2 separate regions of the Canis lupus genome follow, and region 1 is linked to region 2. A link is a contact called in public Hi-C data. All regions are on one chromosome and are shown on one strand. Each heading gives the region's core, a stretch centred on a gene start, on an enhancer-like site or on the middle of the called end of the contact. The rest is flanking DNA. Distances are from core to core; before and after follow the strand shown.

Region 1 (7,597 bases), core at 4,077-6,576, 150 kb after region 2:
AAATATTAACAGCACCTGCAATATGTAAGGTGAGAAAGAAAGAAGTTCAATCATGTAGAGCACAGTGCCTGGCATGTAAAAATCACTCAATAAAATATGGCTGTTTTTTTTTTTTAATTTTTTTATTTATTTATGATAGTCACAGAGAGAGAGAGAGAGGCAGAGACACAGGCAGAGGGAGAAGCAGGCTCCATGCACCGGGAGCCTGACGTGGGATTCGATCCCGGGTCTCCAGGATTGCGCCCTGGGCCAAAGGCAGGCGCCAAACCGCTGCACCACCCAGGGATCCCTAAAATATGGCTGTTAATCACAGTAGGAGACGGCGGGAGTGTCTGGGAGAAATTTAATCATCTCCTTAAAGATCAAAGAGGTAAACCAAGGGAGCTGACTTCCCAGAAACGTCCTCTCTAGGCAGGGGCCACATTCCCAACTTGTGAGATGTGCCATGTCAAACCCTCCAGCCACCGTTCCAGGACTTGGCTGCCAATATAGAGGAGGGATAACACGGACTTCCTCTAAGAAAATCCAGCTTTGCTATAAAGCTTGTGTTGGGGCGTAAGGAAAATACCCAGCTCAGACACTGCCACTGTTAAGATATAAAATCTAAAAAAAAAAAAAAAAAAGATATGAAATCTAAGTGTCAACATATAAAGAGAGGACTGGGAACTGTGTGTGGTTTAATCTGGGTGCAGAGTCTAGGGATTCTTTATAATGAAATTTTCCTGTAGAATCTATATATATACAAACACAATGACACTAAAGAGAATGAAGAAAAGCCAAGGGATAAAAGTGTTAAGCAACACCCCCACATGCCTATAAGGGGCCATGGTTACTGCCATAAAAAAAGCAATATTTGGAGGGATCATTAGGATGTCTGAAAACCTATGTTGGTTGGCTTCTTGACCATCCTTTGGTTTACTCTAGCAGCTTCTATGTTTATACAGTAGACAGTTAACACAGTAACATGGTTAACTCCGCTTACTTTCACTTCTAGTGATCTAATTTTGGAAAGAGTTGAAAAGGAGTGAAAATAAAGAATTAAAGATCACCAGCAGTTTAAAACAAACAAGAAAGTATCTTTGAAAAAAGAATAAAAGCAAGAGAAAAAAAGAACAGGGAAGAGTCAAACCCTGGCACTGCCTCTTGGCCAGCCCATTTTTACTCTTTTTAAAAAAATATTTTATTTATTTATTTGAGAGAGAGCACAAGTGGGGGTGGGGGAAGGGGCAGAGGGAGAGGGAGAAGCAGGCTCCCTGCTTAGCAGGGAGCCTGATGTGGAGCTGGATCTCAGGACCCCGAGATCATGACCTGAGCCAAAGGTGGACGCTTAATCAACTGAGTCACCCAGGCAGCCCTCATTGTTACTTTATATCCCTTACAACCTTAAATAATGCACATTCAGATCTCCCTTCCTGAAAAGTGAGCTCTGTGATCGGGATCCAAGCCTGGGCCCTCTGTCTTCCACCCCTGTACCACGCCCACACTAGGACCCAACTGTTTGCACTTGCTGATTGAAAGATAAAGGAAATCAGAAAGACCTGAAGGGGAAGGACCAAAGCAAACAGGACAGTTGTCTGAAAGTTGGACTTGCAATCCATTGAATTGGAGCCATTGAATTGGATCTCACGGATGAGGTGTGTAGGCATTGATGGTTAGGGTGAAAGTCTCTGGGAAGTTTTTGACAGTGGAGATGCTGTTACGTTAAATCTCATTATATTTAGCTTCAGTGATACTAGACTTCGCACAAAGAAGGTTCTTTGGTGAGTGATGCTTCTTCCTCTCTTCTGTGAGCAAATTTGTGCTGCTTAACACACTACTACAAGAATCTTGGGCTATTTTGCTTCATCTTACTTCCATAACAGGCAGTCAAAAACCATTTCATAGATGTTGCTTTCCAGCAAAGCATGCTGAATCCTTTCAACACTCCTTACTAAATGGAGCAAAACCAAAAGCTTTTCTCCTCAGACTCATTATCTGTCTTCAGAATATTCAGACAACCTCATCCCCATCCAGGCATTCTCAAGTCCTGGGAATACACCTGGGGCCTCCACATCAAACATTGCTCTTCACCAGATTGCCTTCCTTTTTGTCTAATTTAGGGATTAACTATACATCACTTTATTCTTTTTTACATATTCTAGTCAAGTCAAACTGCGATATCAGCTGTAAGACACCTGACAATGGGGTACAGATGCTCGAGTCAGGAGCCTGTGTTTGAACCCAGGTCTTGCCACAGACTAGCCAGGTGTCCTCAGTGAAGTTATTTGGCCTTTCCATGCTTCAGATTCCTCATCTGGAAATAAGGATGAAGATGGTAACAGTATCTCACAATAACCTTACCAAGTAGGGGTGTTAGGAGGATTAAAAGAATTATAGTGCGTGAAGTAGTCAGAAGAGTTCATGGCTTCTAACACTGTAGAAGCGTTCATGCTTACTAGTTATCTCCCACAGAGCTCAGCACCCTGATGAATAAATGGTTTTATAAATACACATTCATTTTTATAACTTTTTCTTGCATATGTAAAACAGGTGCAATGGGTAATCATTAGAAAACATATAAGATATAGAAAAAACCACAGTAAAATAAAAATGTGTCAATTACACACAAAAACGAAAACAAAAACACACCAGCGATACCAACACCAAGAGTTTAAAACTATTGGTGTTTTCATATATTGCATTCATTGATTAAACAGCATTTACTGGGGCACTTGGGTGGCTCAGTCGGTTGAGCGTCCAACTCGTTTCAGCTCAGGTCATGATCTCGGGGTCATGGGATCAAGCCCTGCATCAGCCTCTCTGCTCAGTGCACCTGCTTCAGATTCTCTCTTCCTCTCCCTTTCACTCATTCTGTCTCATAAATAAATAAATAAATAAATAAATAAATAAATAAATAAATAAATAAATATTAAAAAAATAAATAGCATTTACTGAGAGCCTAATATATAACAAGCTTCATGCTCTTGCTGGCTATGGCTATGTTGAGCAAAAAGGATACACAGCTCCTGCTGGGTTTACCATCTTGTAACTCTTGCAGAGTTTACCATCTGCTGGGGGGAGACACACCGTCATCAAGTAATGATATAACTACATGAAGCTGCAGCTGTGATTGTTGCTCCATAGGAGGTACACATGTAGAGACCTGACCTAGTTGTGAAGGTCTTTTATCGAAGGCTATGAGGCAGTGATTACTGAGCTGAGAATTAATGCATAGGAATTAACTTGAAGTCATAAGGTGCATACGACAGAAGCACAATAAATCCAGAGGCCCTGCTGTGGGAGAGAGTAGGGTGTGTGGAAAGGAGTAAAAGGGCCCACCGTGGCTGCAGTGTACTAGATAAAGCTGGTGGGTTAGGGAGAGGGCACCCCAAGCAGAGCTTAGTATCCTTAGTTTAGAGATTATCTTCTCTATTCATTTGACAAGGTTTGCCCATAAGGAGCCAAGGATGCATTCATTTCACATAAATTAGATTTACACCATACCCTGTTTTTATTAGAAACATTTTTTGAGGACAGCCCAGGTGGCTCAGTGGCTTAGCGCCGCCTTCAGCCCAGGGTGTGATCCTGGAGACCCAGGATCGAGTCCCAAGTTGGGCTCCCTGCGTGGAGCCTGCTTCTCCCTCTGTCTTTCATGAATAAATAAATAAAATCTTTTAAAAAAAGAAACATTTTTTTGAGCAATAAATACACAATATTTAACCTCTTATTGTTTAAAATACAGGCTGTTTCCAATTTTCTATTACGAACAATACTATGACAGATGCTTCTGGATATGGACATTAGTCCAAATATTTAACACAAGTTTCTCCAAGTGGAATCACTGGTTCTGCAGACCTGTTAGCATGTTTTAATCATAATCTTGTCTGGAAAATCAGCACATTCAACCGTCAAGATCTGGTGCTATATGGTCTTTTGAGGTTGATGCCACTGTTATATTTGGAGGCATTTTCGGTGACTTTCAGAACATTGCTCTCTCATTTTCTTCAGTATATGAATAAGTTCCTTCGATATTTTTTCTTTTTTTTTTTTTTTTTTTAGATTTTATTTGAGAGAGCACAGAAGGAGAGGCACGGGCAGAGGGAGAAGCAGACTCCCTGTTGAGCAGGGAGCCTGAAGCCGGGCTCCATCCCAGGACCCCAAGATCATGACCTGAGCTGCAGGCAGGCCACCCAGGTGCTCCGAGTCTCTTGTATTTGACTTTTCCTTGTCCTTCCTACAAATTCAGATCACTCAGTACTGACTGCCAACGAAGTGTCTCAGGCTCCACAGAAGAGGAAAGGCTTTTTTTTTTTTTTTTTTTTTTAAATCTGTCCCTAAAGGAGACCCTGGACTTGAGCCACAGTGGATGAGAAGCCAGGCTCTGATACTCCTTTCATCATCCTCTGGCCTCCTACTTCGGGGGTGTTCCATTTTCACGCAGATTCACCAACTTGTTAAAGGTAAACGGAGTTTGGATGATTTGATCACACACCATTCCCGTTCTACTGAGTTGACAGCTGCTATCTTCTCAAGAGCCTGTCGTCCACGGACCATCTGCAAGATTTCCTGGCAAACCGTCCCCACCCTTCGATTACCTTCGAAGAACCCGTTTACCGTTAGGTCATATGGATCATTCCCAGGCTTCTAACCAGTAATAGAGTCGACCTAATGGTATTTTTCTTTTCTTTTCTTTCTTTTTTTTCTTTTTTTTTTTTTGGTATTTTTCTTTTAACGGTTCTTTGCATTCCATTTCTTCGTTGTAAAACACCTGTTCCCGAGGGCAATGGGGGCACTTTGCAAAAGTCTAAAGCAGCCCGACTTTTGCGGGCAGGAAGATACCGGGGGGGGGGGGGGGGGGGGGGGCAGGTGAAGTCAGGCTTGCGGTGACCCAGGCGTCGTGCTCGCTGCCTTCCACAGGTTATTCCTTTTAATCCTGACGCCAACCCTGAGGTCGGTACCATCAGGGCCCCCACTTCACGGGCTAGGAAACTGAGGCTCAGCGAGGCTGCTCATCTCCGGTGTGGGGAGCGGCTCCCCCTCCTGCTGGTCAACGGAAGCGATGAAGGAAAGGAAGTCCGACCAAGAAAAATATAAATCGGGGGAAGGCAGCGAAGGGAACGAAGCGTAAACCGACAGGCGGCGGCGGCGGAGACTCCAGCGCAGCCCGCACGCCTCCCAGCGGCCGCCTCTCCGCACCCCGCGCTTCCGGCCTCGGGAGCGCGTCATTAGCCAGCGCCCGGCGTCGCCCCTGGTCACGTGCGCGCGCGCGGCGTCAGACGTCGGGTGAGGAGGCGGGCTTTCCGGCCCTGACCCCAGCCCTTTCCGGCAAGAGCCGGAAGACGGTCCCGGACGGCTCTTGGCGGGGCGGTGTGTGGCAGCGAGGTGTGGGCCGCCGGCCCTTCCGGCGTGCGCTGGTCGCTCATGCTGCGGCCCGCGGCTGCCGGCCCCCGCTCGGATTAGCGGCGCTCAGGCGCCGGGGCAGCGCGCGAGATGTCGTCGGGCCTCCGCGCCGCCGACTTCCCCCGCTGGAAGCGCCACATTTCGGAGGAGCTGAGGCGGCGGGACCGGCTGCAGAGGCAGGCGTTCGAAGAGATCATCCTGCAGTGTGAGCGGCGCGGGGGGGCGGGGGGACGGGGAGCGAGAGGGCGGGGCCCGCGAGGCGCCGGCGGGAAGCAGAGGCCGAGCCCCCGCGGCGCCCGCGAGGCCGACGCCCCTCGTCTTTTTTTCCAAGAACCGTGTGTTCTTCGTGAGCAGGCGTCGTTCGTGCTGGTGAACCCCGGCGGCGGTGCTAATGTTGTACTTGAACAGGCTCCAGAAACGTCCCGTTTTGGGGCGGGGGGGGGGGGGCTCGCGTTCCTGAGGCGGTCGCCGTCCTGAGGCGATCACCGTCCTGAGGCGGTCGCCGTCCTGAGGCGATCACCGTCCTGAGGCGTTAACTCGCGTCACTAACGTTGTCTGTCCCCCTGAGCGTGAGGAGACGTGCGGCCTCGGATTCCTCCAACCTCTCCTCGAGGCGCCGCCTCGGTGCTCTTGGGCAGCTGCCCGTTTTGAGCTGCCCGTTTTGGCCGGGACGACGTCCAGACTAGCCCTAATGAGCATTTCCGGGTCCCCTCCCCGACTCGTCGTAACTAACTAATGAATGACACACTTGGGGAGGGACGGGGGCGGGGGGACACTCGGGTCCCATCTACCCCGTTGGAGTAAGCCTGGAGCTCTGTTGTCTATGAGGTTCAAAGGGAGAGGAGTCGCCCGTTACTGAATTCTGTTTGTGCTGAATCGGTGGTTCCCAAGCTGATGTGCACATTAGCATCACTTGGATCTTAAAAAAAAAAAAAAACATTTTTTTAAAAGATTTTATTTGTTTATTCATGAGAGGCACACACAGAGAGAGGCAGAGACACAGGTAGAGAGAGAAGCAGGCTCCCTACAGAGAGCCCGATGTGGGATTTGATTCCGGGACCCCAGGATCACGCCCTGAGCCCAAGGGAGACGCTCAGCCACGGAGCCACCTGAGCCACCCAGGTGCCCCTCCCCGAGTTGTTTTTTTTTTTTTTTAAGATTTATTTATGACACACGCAGAGAGAGAGAGGCAGAGACACAGGCAGAGGGAGAAACAGGCTCCATGCAGGCAGCCTGACACAGGACCCATCCCAGGTCTCCAGGATCACACGCTGGGCCACCGGAGCTGCCCCTCCCCAAGTATTTCTAACGTGCAAACTAGTTTGAGTGCTTGGGTAAATACGTGGCGTGTGTTATTTCACTTCATCTTCCTAAAAATTCTGGGAAGCAGGTCCTGTTGCTGCCCTTTTTTTACACGTGAGGAAACTAACGCTGAAGAGAGATTAAGAAGCTCCTTTTGGGGAGGCACAGCAGATTGGGATGGGAGCCTGGATTTGAACATCGACTCGATGACTCCTAGAACTTCTGCGTTTTGTTCCCAAGAAATGACCCTTCCTTGCTTTCACTGAACCCACCCTCTTAACAAAGATGGGAAGAAAAGGGGGATGATGAGCCGCTCTCTCGTGCTAATTCCTTGTACTCGCAGAGATCCTAGCATCCAGCAGCACAGAAGGTTCCTTCCACTCAAACATGATTCCCATATGGGTTACGTAAATGGTTAGATGTTTATTGAATGCTTCATCTTAAAAGCTACAACACAAAGTCCCATTGGGCTGGAAGTCTGACTCCACACCTTACTGGTCTTGTCACTTAGCTTTCTGAGTCTGGTTCACCGCATCTATAAAATGGAGGTGAAGCTTGCCCTACCTGCTTCATAAAAACTGTGCATAAGTGCTTTGAAAGCCGTCTGTGTAATAAACAGAAGTTGCTCTAATTGCATTGATGGAGATTGAATGGTTTTTCTGCATTGAAAATGGTCATTTTGGGCAGCTCGGGTAGCTCAGCGGTTTGGCGCTGCCTTCGGTCTCCTGGAGACCCGGGATCGAGTCCTGAATCGGGCTCCCTGCATGGAGCCTGCTTCTCCCTCTGCCTGTGTCTCTGCCTCTCTGCCTCTCTGTCTCTGTCTCTCCCTCTCCCTCTCTCTCTCTCTCTCTCTGTCTCATGAGTAAATTTTAAAAATCTTAAAAAAAAAAAAGAAAAGAAAATGGTCATTTTGATG
Region 2 (7,220 bases), core at 538-3,037:
GGGGATAGAGGCCTGAAAGAGGGAGGGTGGGAAGCAGGAGAGTGTGGCAGGAAGGCAGTTATAAGAGCAAGAGTCTTGGACGTGGTGGAGGGTCTCTAGGGATGAGCTGGTCAAGGTACTAAGGGGCCAGAGTTGCAGATGGATCCTCCTGACGGGCCCCAGAGAGACCAGGGTCTTGGAGGCTGAGACCAATGAGGAGGTTAGCGGAGGTCAGCAGGGAGGCGAGAAGGGTACTAAGTGGGTGACGGGAGCATCCAGCTGGCTTCCGGAAGGCTGGAGTGTGGAGGCCAGCTCTTGTCCCCATCATTTCCCCATGTCTAGCTCAGGGCCGGCCCAGAGGACCCTCACTTCCTACACTTCCTATGTTCTGAGGGTTTGGGAGTTGAGTCACTGGTCCAGTAGGAGGAGCGGGGGAGGGGCAGTGGTCAGGGGAGAGGAAGCACAGGGTGGCTTGGGGAGGTGGGAGTGAGGACTGCGGGGGAGTTCACTGTTTCTGAAACGTCCAGAAGGAACTTCACTTGGAGCCCAGGGGCCACACTCTGGGCCTCAGAATCAGGATGTGCTTGTTCAGAATCACCTGCTGCGTGTGTGTGTGTGTGTGTGTGTGTGTGTGTGTGTCCCAGCAGGTGGGAGGTGCTGCGGGCTCCTCAGCACACGTGAGCTCCCTTAAGGTCTACGTTCTTCAAGGTAGAGAAGAGGAACCCGGGGCTCAGAGAGAGAAGCCTGGTCAGCTCCTGCAGCTCAGATGTAGATGAAGAGCTGTGGGATTCAGATGGAGGCTCACCGAGCTGGGCCTCTGGAGGGAGGTCTCTTGTCAGGTCTTGGGGCGCGAGGCCTGGGTGTGGGATTGGGGGCCACCACCCCTTGTGCAGTAGGTCAGCAGTGCTCCCGTCACCCTGGTGGGCCTGACCCAAGAACTGGGTGCACTCCAAGAGTGGGTATCCTCTTCGGAGCCCTCAGAACCTGCCGGTCCGGGATGGTGGCCCCATGGAGGCAGCTGTCCTTTGAGCCACTGACAAGTGCAGCCACGCCGGGCCTGGTAAGGGCTGCAGCCCTGCTGGCCGCCCCAAACCCGTTGAGACAGAGGACACTGAAGACAACGCTCTTTATCCTCGACCGGGTGGCCAGCCTGTGTCTGGGAAAGACCCAGAGGTGAAAACCCAGCCTGCATTCCCCCTGCGCCATGTCCCTGTCCCCAGCCCTCCACACCCTTCTGGTGTCATGCAGCTGGGCTGCCATGGAGAGCAGGGCTCCTTCACCCACAGGCCCCGGGGTGCAGGGAGGGGGGAGGATGAGTGTAAAGGTGTCATGCCACAGAGGTGTCACCTGGGTCCTCGTCGCCCTGAGCCCTCAGGCGGTGTCACGCAAGGTCTCCCAGCACCCAGGGCTGTGTGGTGCCCCGGAGCCTCTCACATGGGGAGGGGACTGGACTGGACGGTGCCCCCCGCCCCCCAATTTTGCAGGGCTCCGGGGCGGGCGGGCCGTGGCCCAGCGAGAAGCCCAGGGCGAGGGTAGGCCCGACGGAGCGGGGACCAGGGTGGGGGGACCGTGTCGCCGGGCCTCCTGCGCCCCTGTCACCTGCGGGCGTCCTGGGCCACCCCGCCCCCCGCCCCCCGCGCGGCGACGCCCCCGGGAGGCCCGGGGCGGGGTGGGAAGGTGGAGCAGCCTCCCCGCGCTCTCGCAAGGAGGAAGTTCTCGGGGCCGCCGGCTTCCTCTCCCTCGCCGAGCTCCCGAGCAGGAAGTGGCCGGGCGGGCCGGGCTGCAGCGGGCGGCGGGGGGCGCGGCGCGGGGTGCGGCGCGGGGGCCTCGGCTCCCCTCGGAGGCGCGGGCGCGGGGCGCGGGGAGGCCCCCCGAGGCCCGCCATGGTCCCCTGCTGGAACCACGGCAACATCACCCGCTCCAAGGCCGAGGAGCTGCTGTCCAGGACGGGCAAGGACGGGAGCTTCCTCGTGCGCGCCAGCGAGTCCATCTCCAGGGCCTACGCGCTGTGTGTGCTGTAAGTGCCGGGCCCTGGGGGGGGGGGGGGGGGCAGCCTGTCCTGTGTCCTGGGAGGCGTGGACCCCTCTGGCGTGTCCCCCAGATTTGCCCGGGGGTCCGGCCGAGCCCCGCGATGGGCCTGCTGGGCCTCGGAGCTCTCCTGTTCCAGCCCCGGGAGCTCCCCCAGGGCCGCCGAGGCCTGCTCCCCGGTTGGGGCTGCCCCCCGGGATCGGTGGGGCCAGGGGCCAGGAGGAGGCGGCCCTCCAGGGCAGAAGCTCGGGGCTCCCATTGGTCAGCTCAGGTGCGGGACAAGGATGCCCAGCTTGGAAACCCTCCTGGGAGAACAGATGTGGCAAGAGCGGACACTTCCAGAGCCGTAGGCGAGGGCTTTTTGGAAGCCCTCATTCAGGGAGCCAGGATATGGGGTGTGTTCGCTCAAGAAAGAGCTCTCTGTTCACCCAGAAGTTGCACTGCGGGCCCTGAGAGCAGAGAAAGTGACCATCACCTACAGGGACAGCTTCTTCTCTCCCCACCTCAGCACTGCGTGGCGTCCCCCACCCATGGTGGCCTCTCTGCCACCATCAACCCTCCACCGCCCTCCCAGCTCTGGGATATTGCTCAATGCCCCAGTTGTCTTAACAACCGGGGAACCAGCCACTTGCTGAAGGCTCTTTTTTAAAACAGACTTCTTGACCTTGTCTGAAGAAGGCCGTCACCCTGCAGGCCTGCTGTCTAACAGGGCAGTGCCAGGGCACAGCGGGGGACAGGTTGTCCCCCTGCATCTCCCAGGTAGCATCCGTAGACTTGCAGAAAGTTCCCTCGGACCAGGCAAGAGGGGAAGTAGGTCACGGAACACGGACCTGTCTTGAGCATTGAGTGTAGGCGTTGGTCTTGGTGTTATCCCATTTCATCCTCGCGGCAACCTGAACTACAGGTCCCGTATCACTCCCCATTGCAGATGAGGAAACTGAGGCTCAGATAGGTTACAAGACCAACGGTTGTTGAAGCCAGGGCCACCTGCCCAGAGGCTGCACCCAGACAACCAGACTCTTGCCACCCGCTCCTAACCATGGCAAGCCAAGTGTGAGCAGGGGGACAGCAGGAGAAGACAGGGTGCTAACAAGGACACAGCTGGCCAACGGGCCCGAGCACTGACTGCACCAGAGACCCCCCCTCCCGAGGCCAGCTTCCCTCACTCCCCCATTCTCACACTCCAGGGAAGGGACCCAGGACTTCCCCACAAGCGCTGCCCCCATGGGCACCCGCCAACTGGGTCTTAAAAGGATGGGAAGACTCTAAACTGACTCCACTGGGCCTACAGGGATGTCTCTCCTGCCTCCCTGGACCCGAGTGGAAGGCCGATGCTGTTGGGTGTTGGCTGTGTGCTAGGCCTCTGCGGAGAGCTTCCAGGGCCATAGTTCACTAACCCCTACAGTGGCCCTTTGGTCAGGGAGTGTGGGTTGTGTGCAGGTTACAGACGCAGTCTCTGACTCCACACTGGCAGCACACTGGCAAGCCAGAGCCCGGACAGGGCCTGGAGGCCCTTGGGAACCTGTGCTCCCACGACCCCTGCCTGCGGGTGGGGGAAAGCGCCTGGAGAGGGCCAGGCCTCTGGCTGGTGGCAGGCTGGGGTCCAGGCCTGGTTTCCCGTATCCCTTCCTCCACCTCTCCTGCCCTCCCCTTGTCTGCACCGAATTACTGTCAGAGCTGCAGCAGGTGTACAGGGTCCGCCTCTCAGGACAGGTGCCCGTGATGCCCACAGGTGTCCTCTCTCCTCTTAGCCGAGGCCTGGATGCCTTATCAGTCTCCTGTCCTCAAAGCCCTTTTAGGTCTAGGCCCCAGGGCTTGGATTCCTCCCTGGGGGCCCTGCTCTCTGGCCATGCCCAGGGCTCTCTTTTCCGCTCTGTTCTTTGAGGGAAGCCACCCTTCTTCCTGCAGGGTCAGAAGCCACCAAACTTTTCCCAAACCAGGGACACATCATCCCTTCACCATCTTGAATTTTGCCAATTAAGGAGATTTAAGAATGAAAAACCTGAATAACATCTAACTGCCACCTTCCAAAGGCTTATTTTGTGGGAGAAAGCATCCTTGAACATCAAAAAAGCAGAAAAAGTGTCCTTTTTAAAAAGAAAGAGCGAGAGAGAAAGAAGGAAAAAAAGAGGGAGCCAGTCCTTTCAATCAAATTAGAGTTAACTTTCGGGCAGCCCCGGTGGCACAGCGGTTTAGCGCTGCCTGCAGCCCAGGGTGTGATCCTGGAGACCCGGGATCGAGTCCCACATCAGGCTTCCTGTAAGGAGCCCGCTTCTCCCTCTGCCTGTGTCTGCCCCTCTCTCTCTCTCTGTCTCTATGAATAAATAAAATCTTAAAAAAAAAAAACAAAACAAATTAGCGTTAACTTTCCCTGTGGCCTGGTACAGACCTGGCCCCACACCGTCTGGGTCCACAGCCTAGTGCTGGGAACCCCGACGGGGCGAAAAGCAACTGGGCTTTCCTCAGTTTCATAAGTGACAGGCTTCGCCCCATCTGCTGTCTCTCTGGAAGTCGGCTGTGAGTGCCGGGCCCCGGGGGGTGCGGCTGTGGGGTCAGGGCTCTCACAGTGAGCCAGGGCTGCAGAAGGAAGCCACCGTGGAGGAGGACCTCCTGCCCTGGCCCAGTGGCCAGAGCTTCTCCCCTGTGCCCTCTGGTGAGTGAGGAGACAGCAGGGAACCTCCCAACTGCTGCTTTAGGGGCAGCTGTGTGTGGAGCACCAGGAACTGAGGACAGCTTCCCCCCAGTGGCCTTGTTGCCCAGATTTGACTATTTAAATGAAACGAGGGAGGGGGTGAGGGAGACACCCAAAGACAAGGCTGCAATTCAGGGCCGCCCACGTGATGAGAGCGTACATTCACCCCAGGCCTCGCGAACCCACATTTCCTCTCGAGAGGTCAGCCCTACCACTGCTGCTGGGCAGGAAAGCTCAGCCCTCTCCTCAGCAGCTCAGAGAGCCCCGCTTCAGGGAGACTCTGGAGGCCCATCTTGGGCCCAGAGAGGTGGAAGGGGACGACCCCAGGCAGCTGGCCATATGGTTTGAGTCCGTCTTGTGGCAAGGGGCCCTCAAAAGCCCGAGCGACAGGGGGCTCTTCCAGATAGGAACTGTGTCATCCTCACCTGACCTGACTCAAACCACCACGGGTACCTGGAGGGGGCGTCCGGCCCATCTTGGATGGGATGCTGAGAGGCAGTCAAGGTCGTGCCCTCCTCTCCTGCTGGGATGGCACCTCCACGTGGGGCCAGGGTGCCCATCGGGTGCATCTCCTTGGGGGATGGGGGTCCCTCAGTGGAAGGGGCCAGGGCTCAGCGGGGCTGGCCTCTCTTTGCTCAGGCTGCACAGCCACACCTGGAACGATGGTCCAGCACTGTTGGGAATAGAAGCTGCCCGGTTGGGTGGCCTTCCCACCAAAGCATGCCGGGGAGAGTTGGCTTCCCTCCTGGGGGAGGGGCAGGCCTTCGGTTCAGGAACCAGTGCCTCGTCCAGCTGGCCAGGCAGGGAAGTAGTCTTGGTTTCCTCAGCGCGCAGCCTCCCGCAAGCTGCCCAGGCGCACCACAGTCGCCTTCCCAGGGACAGCATACCAGGCAGCCGGGACTCTGGCCGCAGCACAGCCCCAAAGATGAAGAGGCCCAAGAAGGACATTGAGCCACCCAAAGTTCTCTCAAGAAGGCATCCTTCTTGTTGGGAAGCTCGAGTGTGATAGGGCCACTTGCGGTAGAGCAAGCCCGAAGCCTCCCTCCCCTAACAAAGGGTGGTTACTAACCAGTTCTGTCCAAACTGCAAAAGGCTTGTGGAGGCCTCTGGTGTGCCGGGCTCCGTTCTAGGCTCTCTGCGTGTATTCAGTCACTGTCCTCAATGGCCTTTGGAGGAAGGACTGTCATTATCCCTGCTTTACAGACGAGGAAGCTGAGGCCCAGAGAGGTTAGCTGACATGCCACATTTACAGGACTGATAAACGGCAGGGCCAGGACTTGAACTTGGGCTGTTCTTGGGAAGCAGAGAGACGGGAGCCAGCAAGCCTGGGTGTGTGTGGGGTCAGGGAGGCCTGGAAAGGGGAGCCACAGAGAAGGGACTTGGGAGGGCAGCAATGTCCAGGAGAGGTGTAAAGCCATTGCCCATGGTGTGAACGTGTGGCTATAACCCCACTTCCTCCAACCCCCTTCCAGGGTCTGAGTCAGGTTTGCACGCTCATTGATTATTCTTGTGGCAATGCAAAGAAATACTGGTTTTCGTATCTGGCATTGACAGAAAGCAGGGATAAACTCTGGCAGAGGCAGTAGCCAGCAGCCAGAGCTGGAGGACCATGGGCTCTTGAAATCCAGTTGACATGAGTTTGTCCAAGGGCGGCTCTTGTGTGTTTTCTGTCTGCGTGCAAGACAGGAGGGAGTGGCGTGCCCTGAAGGCCTGTGTGTTTAACAGATCACTGGCATCTTCTATGTGAAGTGAATCTGAACAACCTGAGTGTCTCCAGCCTTCGGTGCCCATGCCCAGCAATCCAGGGCAACCCTTCGAGAACCAGCGCAGGCTCTGGCTCTGGCATGTTTTGCAAGCTTACCATCTCTGGGTTAAATTCCCCTGTGTGCAGATGTAGTAGCTTCTCCGTTGAATGGTCCCCTTTCCTGGAGCGTGAGCCCAAGCATGGTGAAGAAATGGCAGTGGTGCTCCTAGCTAGGCCTTCCTTCCCCACCCCAGCGATGGAGGGAGAGGAGGCCTGCCTTTCCTGCCCTAATCCATGCTGTGCCACACAGTCCTTGGGGGTGAGCCCTCTGTGGTTAGCTACATCTGATATGGGTTCCAACACTGGCCAGACACCAACCTCCCTGTGCCCTCCCAGCATCCTCACTGGTGAGATGCCCAGTTCTTGGGTTAATTTTTTATAAATTTATATATTTTATATAATTTGTATAAGTTTTTTTTTGTATAAGTTTTTTAATATAATTTGTATAATTTATATAATTTGTATATTCTATAATTTGTATAAGTCACATCCCATAAAATCACCCGTTGTACAGTATACAATTCAGTGGTGTTTGGGACATTCATCATGTTGTATTTCATATTAGCAGAATCATAGAATATGTGGCTTTTTTCACCTAGTGTGATGTTTTTGAGGATCATCTATGCTGTAGCCTGGGGGTTCCTTTTTGGCTAAATAATTGTCTGTTGTGTGGATAGACCACATTTTATGTATCCATTCATCAGTTAATGGACATGT

Evidence for each region. Hi-C and Micro-C count contacts between places; a contact is called where the count stands out from the background.
Region 1: a Hi-C map of blood shows a contact between it and region 2, with 4 times the contacts expected there. The contact joins the promoter of ATG16L1 here to the promoter of INPP5D in region 2. A contact is called at or near these places in 2 of 9 Hi-C or Micro-C datasets (both in blood).

Annotation. Positions count from the first base shown.
Region 1 is chr25:44,941,276-44,948,872 of UU_Cfam_GSD_1.0, forward strand. ATG16L1 (autophagy-related protein 16-1) reads left to right here and starts at 5,327. Exons shown (of 18, transcript XM_038574224.1): 1 at 5,327-5,584. The coding sequence starts at 5,470. LOC111092487 (a long non-coding RNA gene) reads right to left here and starts at 5,571. Exons shown (of 4, transcript XR_005378842.1): 1 at 1,539-5,571; 2 at 1-15.
Region 2 is chr25:44,795,635-44,802,854 of UU_Cfam_GSD_1.0, forward strand. INPP5D (phosphatidylinositol 3,4,5-trisphosphate 5-phosphatase 1) reads left to right here and starts at 1,788. Exons shown (of 27, transcript XM_038574220.1): 1 at 1,788-1,996. The coding sequence starts at 1,863.